2 separate regions of the Mus musculus genome follow, and region 1 is linked to region 2. Evidence: chromatin contacts called from public Hi-C data. All regions are on one chromosome and are shown on one strand. The core of a region is the stretch at or near the end of the contact, and the rest is flanking DNA. Distances in the headings are between cores, read along the strand shown.

Evidence for each region. Hi-C and Micro-C count contacts between places; a contact is called where the count stands out from the background.
Region 1: a Hi-C map of cerebellar granule neurons shows a contact between it and region 2, with 3 times the contacts expected there. The contact joins two enhancer-like sites. A contact is called at or near these places in 1 of 15 datasets of contacts at CTCF or cohesin (large pre-B cells) and 11 of 484 Hi-C or Micro-C datasets (the 63-12 cell line, brain, cerebellar granule neurons and 6 more).

What each region holds. Positions count from the first base shown.
Region 1 is chr6:103,673,266-103,676,138 of GRCm38.p6, reverse strand. It overlaps Chl1 (cell adhesion molecule L1-like), which reads right to left. Exons shown (of 27, transcript NM_007697.2): 9 at 982-1,166. Among named protein-coding and RNA genes, the nearest start is that of Gm52915, 17 kb to the left of the region's middle. Within about 2 kb of position 1,613, at least 35 of the 459 cell types and tissues checked have an H3K27ac peak or open chromatin away from gene starts, as enhancers often do. A contact at or near this core is called in cerebellar granule neurons, cerebellum and cortical neurons, where this site is marked.
Region 2 is chr6:103,557,665-103,560,493 of GRCm38.p6, reverse strand. Chl1 (cell adhesion molecule L1-like) reads right to left here. Exons shown (of 27, transcript NM_007697.2): 2 at 379-448. Among named protein-coding and RNA genes, the nearest start is that of Gm24784, 30 kb to the left of the region's middle. Within about 2 kb of position 1,488, at least 49 of the 459 cell types and tissues checked have an H3K27ac peak or open chromatin away from gene starts, as enhancers often do. A contact at or near this core is called in cerebellar granule neurons, cerebellum and cortical neurons, where this site is marked.

The sequences.
Region 1 (2,873 bases), core at 364-2,863, 120 kb before region 2:
AATTTACAGCAAGATCAGGCAACCTCAACTCCAGCACTGCAGCCACAGCCTGGATATCTAATTATTGTGAATGCTACTCATGAGAGTAATGCCATCATCACCAAATTAATTCCTTTCTTTCTTTCTTTCTTTCTTTCTTTCTTTCTTCCTTCCTTCCTTCCTTTCTTCCTTCCTTTCTTCTTTCTTTCCTTTTCCTTCCTTCCTTCCTTCCTTCCTTCCTTCCTTCCTTCTTTCTTTTCTTTCCTTTCTTTCTTTCTTTCTTTCTTTCTTTCTTTTTTACATTCCTTATTAGACATTTTCTTTATTTACATTTCAAATGTTATCCCCTTTCATAAAAAAAAATGGCAGAAAATCTCAGTTGATCAAAAGAGTTCAGTTTTTATGGTTAGAAGATGAAAGTAATATATTTGGTACTATTTGATAAAAAGTATTAGTATTTGCACCATGTGGTCTCTTCATACATACTCTAAGTGATGTATTGAGTACCAGGGTACAGAACAAAAAAAAGGCTCGAATGAGGAAAAATGTAAGACGATTCATCTGACTGTGATCACAGACACAGAAACTGAGTGGCAAGATTAGCAAGCACTCCCCACCTCCTTCCAGGGTCCTTGCAGTAATGTTTGATTTCACAAACATGACCTTATTTATGAGCATCATGTGTGCATTATAATAAAAACCATTTCATGCAATAAAACCTTACAGGAGGCTAGGTTTAATGACATTTTAAACTGGCCATGGAGGTGGTGTATGTTTAGAGACTAAGCTGTCTTCTTGACATTTATGCCTTCCATATGGTTTGGGGTGATAAATTACAAGACTGATTAATTAAGTGTAGTGTTACTCAGTGCCCACATTACAACTAAAATTGCAAGCTAATGATCAGCTTTAACACCTGCATTGTTGAAGCAAAGGTCTGTGATGGCATGCACTTGTTTTTTTACTCCGAAGTAGAAACATAAATCCTCATGGAAGGCGTACCTTCTACTGTGACGTGAAAATCATGACTGGCTTTCCCCAACAAATTGTTGGCTGTACAGCGATAATTTCCTCTATCCTGGTAGGAGATGTTTTCTATCTTCAATGTCTTTTCATGAACTTCAATTGTTGCTCTTCCCTCTGGTAATTCACTACCTGGTTTGCTCCACTGGATATGTGGAGTTGGTCTGCAAGAAATATAATTAATGAATAGATAAGTAAATGTCAATTATAAGTAATATCTCATGGTGTACCTATTATCATGCTGAGTTTACATATGCAGGAAGTTTTATCAGCCTTACCAATGGACACATATCAAGTTTGAATAAGCGTGTTTCATCATAAGCTCTTTTAATGGTCTACTCCCTAGGAATCTTTTCCGTTCTGGAAGGAGGCTAAGTCTACGTGAGGGCTGAATCAATGAAGCTGTATGCAAAATGGATAACTGAAGTCCAGAGAAATAATATCACAAGGTATTTGTCAGGTGTGAAATTCTCCCCGTGGTGGTCAGAGAGCAACAGCTCCTTTCCCTGTGCGACTTCCCACACCATGGCACTGCAGCCAGCAGAGGCAGGCAACAATTTCCCCTTGAATCCTAATGAAGCCAATTTTGGCTAGAGTGGCTGAGGAGTGGAGCCAAGTGCGTGGGCTGGGTGGAGGAGCAGCTCTTTCACTTTAGGACAGCTTGGAGTGCCCAGCACAGACCTTGATTTCCTGCTCTGCGGAAAGAGGGAAGGAGACAAGAACCCGGAATCTCCCTAATTCCGGAGCATTTGGGAGATTGCTTCACAAGATCAAAACAAACAAAAGCAATACAAAAGGCAAGGATTACCTTACCACGTGCCTCACAATGAAGGGAAACAGAATCTAGGGCCAACATGTGAGGAAAACCCCCTTCTCATAAAAATGAGAGTGGAAAAGTGACATCCAATGAAAACTGTGACTTCATCGTGTTGCTGATAAGCAACTCTAAGTGGCAGACAACTTATTTTTTCTCCTCCTACAGGATTGGAAAGCACATAATTCTGATATTTACCATATTTCTGGTTTCTAGTCACTACACTGAGAACAATCTCAGGGTGACATGGATTACTGTTATCATTTAATCACTATCAAACCCAATGCTCCCAGAAGGTAAATAAGACTTATCAGATTCAAATTTACATTGTTTTCTTAGTGGGTTCCATAAGAGTCCATCCTTCCTAACGGTATAGTCTTATGCTTGTGGTCAAACTTGCCATTGGTCAGGAAGTATATAATAATTTTTCAAAATGTATTATTATTATATGTTCATGAGTGTTTTGCCTGCATGTATGTACATGCACTACATGCGTGTCTGATGACCTTGGGGCCAGGAGAAGGCATTGGGCGCCCTAGAACTGGAGTTCCAGATGGTAATGAACCACCATGTGGGTACTGGGAATCAAGTCAGGTCATCAACAAGTGATCTTAACCACTGAGCTATCTTATCTGCCCAGCCCCAAGAATTAAATCAATGTCTCAAATTTTTTATTTCAGTTATTTCAAATTACTTGCTCACACTGATAATGAATAAAATAGCTCAGTTATTAGGAAACAATGACATTGGAGGTAAATATAAAGTTCTTTCTTACAAACATTTGCTATTTTTCGGTCAAAGCCAAAGTGGTTAACCTCACAGTTTTCTAACAATCTCCTTTTTGACCAAGCCCAGCACCCGTGCTCAGCAGATATCCTTCGGAAATGGTCACTGCAGTCAGACAGACACATATGGGAGTATATTGATTATCAGTTGAATTCTACAGAGCATGCCACCAAGCAGTGGTGGGATTCTGAATCTCCTACCTGCTTGCCTTTTATACCATCTGTCAAAATGGCCATCTGCCAAGTGACAGGTTGCCCTGGGCCTCTGTTCC
Region 2 (2,829 bases), core at 239-2,738:
TCAGTGAACAAGAAAAATAACTTCAAGGGAAGAGTTTTACTCTTAAAAAAATGATAACATTTTAATGTAACACACACGCATACATTCATGCAAAGTCACACACATAGGCATAAACACACACAGCTGAATATGCATACACGCACATACATACACTTAGATACATATATATATACTCTCTTATACACACACACACACACACACACACACACACACACTATTATAAACCTGATAATGCCCTTAAGAATACTGAATATCCAATTTCTGTGACATTTTCTTATCCCTTGTAACTTCCTCTGTCTACACCTGTGTAGTTTTGTAATTTGATGATTAAACACAGTACAAATGCATAAAGAAACTGATTAAGGCAAATACTCTTACCAGGAATTTTTGATCCACGGTGGTCTGCCTGGATTATCAAGGTAGAATCATTGCCTGCAGTCTATAACACCTAGAGATTGACCAAAATAGCAGTTTGAGAGATAATTTCCTGGTATAGAGAAACTTTTAAGTTAACTTTTTTCATTATTTTATCAAACATACTAATTTGACTCTTCCTCCCAATTTGCATGAAAAACAATCCACGGTGTAAAAACTCACTAGCATTGCTCTGATGCTTGAAATTCTGGGACTATATCTCAGAACATCAGAAGTCAAAAGGGCAGACATGAAACAGTCATGTAATCACACTTCACACAGTAAGCATTATGGAAGTACCTGCCCTCACAGATTACGGTATTCTGGAACAAACCACAATTTGTCAGACTTCATCCCTGCCTGTCCTCTACAAACTGTTGTGCATGAGAGCCAATTGGTCTGAGGCTGTGACCAATGCCTCTAAATGACACAATGCCAGTAAAATGAGGAGAGTTCTATTAAAAAGCACTCCAAAAACAGACATCCATCAAATTAGAGACAACATGGCCTTCAATTCAAAAGGCCATTTCCTACCCACAGCAGTTCATGCCAAGCTCCCATCTTGTAACAAATCAACGGGAAATGAAGGATGTATTTCAATCAATATACAAAGCCTTTCCTTGTTAATTCCCAGACCGTTTGAGGCTTGGCACTAAGACTATAGGAGAGCATCCATAGGCCTGTTTTCTAATTCAGGCCCATGAATACACCTTTGATGACCTTAGTTTTTCTCTCAGGCACCAAACAGTAAATGTAAGAAGCTAACTAGATTATATATATATCTGTTATCAAAACTCTAATAAGCATCACTCACACTGGCTAAATAGCATCTAGTAACCCGAAAGCAATCTGGCTGAAGTTGCTAATTAAGGAGATTTATAAAAGTGTAACTTCTTTGGCACTAAAGGAAAGTAAAGATGGTTTTAAATATATATCGGCAAGTAACCTTCCTCTCTTGCAGCATTTGCAGGCAATCACATTGGCCTGAATCCAAAAGCTGTTGCCAAGAAGCTCTAAACAGATTGCGATGCCTCCGGAGAGAAGCTCACACCAGTACACTGGGAAGAAAAATTCCATGCTAGCAAGTAAAAGAAAGTCCCTACTGCTGAGCAATTGAGCAAGGGACACACTGCACAGACTGTGCCCTTTACACCTTTGTTTAGTAATTTCCTTTCAATCCCATTAGGCCCGTTTCTGAAGCCATTGTTTTTTGCTTGATTATAGCAAATAGAATCGCTTATGGGAAACTAACAATGCACAAAACAGCACTTTATGTGGCTCCCAACCAGTCTGTGAGTGGTACACACACCACTAGAGCACACTGGGATTTATTGGCTTCTGGAGGCAAACCAACAATGTTTACTTAACTAGGGAAATACACAGACTGAAGTCATTCTGTGCTGTTCAGTATCCTAAGGGTTACAAATAATCTTTCAGTGGGGAGAATTCCTGCAGTGTTGGCACGGATTGATTTTGAGTGAGGCTTTCTGATTCACCTGTTTCCTATTCAAGGCTGAAGCTAAATAATCTTAGATTCAATATGCTTTTATAATTCAAGTGATAAGGATGCTGTATAGTCAGTGTATTACACAGTTGGGGTCCAACTTCTACTGTTCAAATATTCTGTCATTGTGAGACCCTGCAAAAACCATTCATGTCATATAATCAGCATTACATGGGTCCTAACAGGTCTCCATTTCTCACCACTGTCAAGAACACGCATGACAATAGAGATCAGATTCTGTGATGACATTCTTACTTGGATTTTTGAAGAGTTATTTGGCATCAAGTGGGGAGTCTCTTGCTACTGTAGCTGCTGATCAGACTTATTTGTATGCTCACAGAGGCTGCCTTAGCCTGCTGAGCTCTCGTCTGCTTCATTCAACTTTGGTGAGAAAGATCCTCACTAATCATGTGTAATCTAATCTCTCTCTCTCTCCCTCTCTCTCTCTGCATGTGTGTGTGTGTGTGTGTGTGTGTGTGTGTGTGTGTGTGTGTGTGTGTATAGGATGTATGTGGTCCAACAGTGTCCTAATGCAGATAGACACACACGTAGATGATACCATTATAATCTAATAAAATACCTTTCCAAGTTTGCTGTTATTCCATTTAATTGAATATGTGATCTTTTAAACTAATTTAGTCTAGAAATCCTTACCCTCTACCCTACTCCTGTTGTTACTCGGTACTAATGTCTTATCACTTCATTACTATTGAAAAAAAAACAGTTTTATTTCAAACATCCCTAAGACTTTTCTACTTAGGAGATATAAATAATTGTAAGAACAAAAACTAAGAAGGAGCATTGAAAGGGATACTGAAGACTGACTGATAAGCTAGAAGTATAAGACAATTTGATCATTTAGTTGCTTCTTTACATAATAAGAAACTATAATTCAGGCACTACAATCTAGT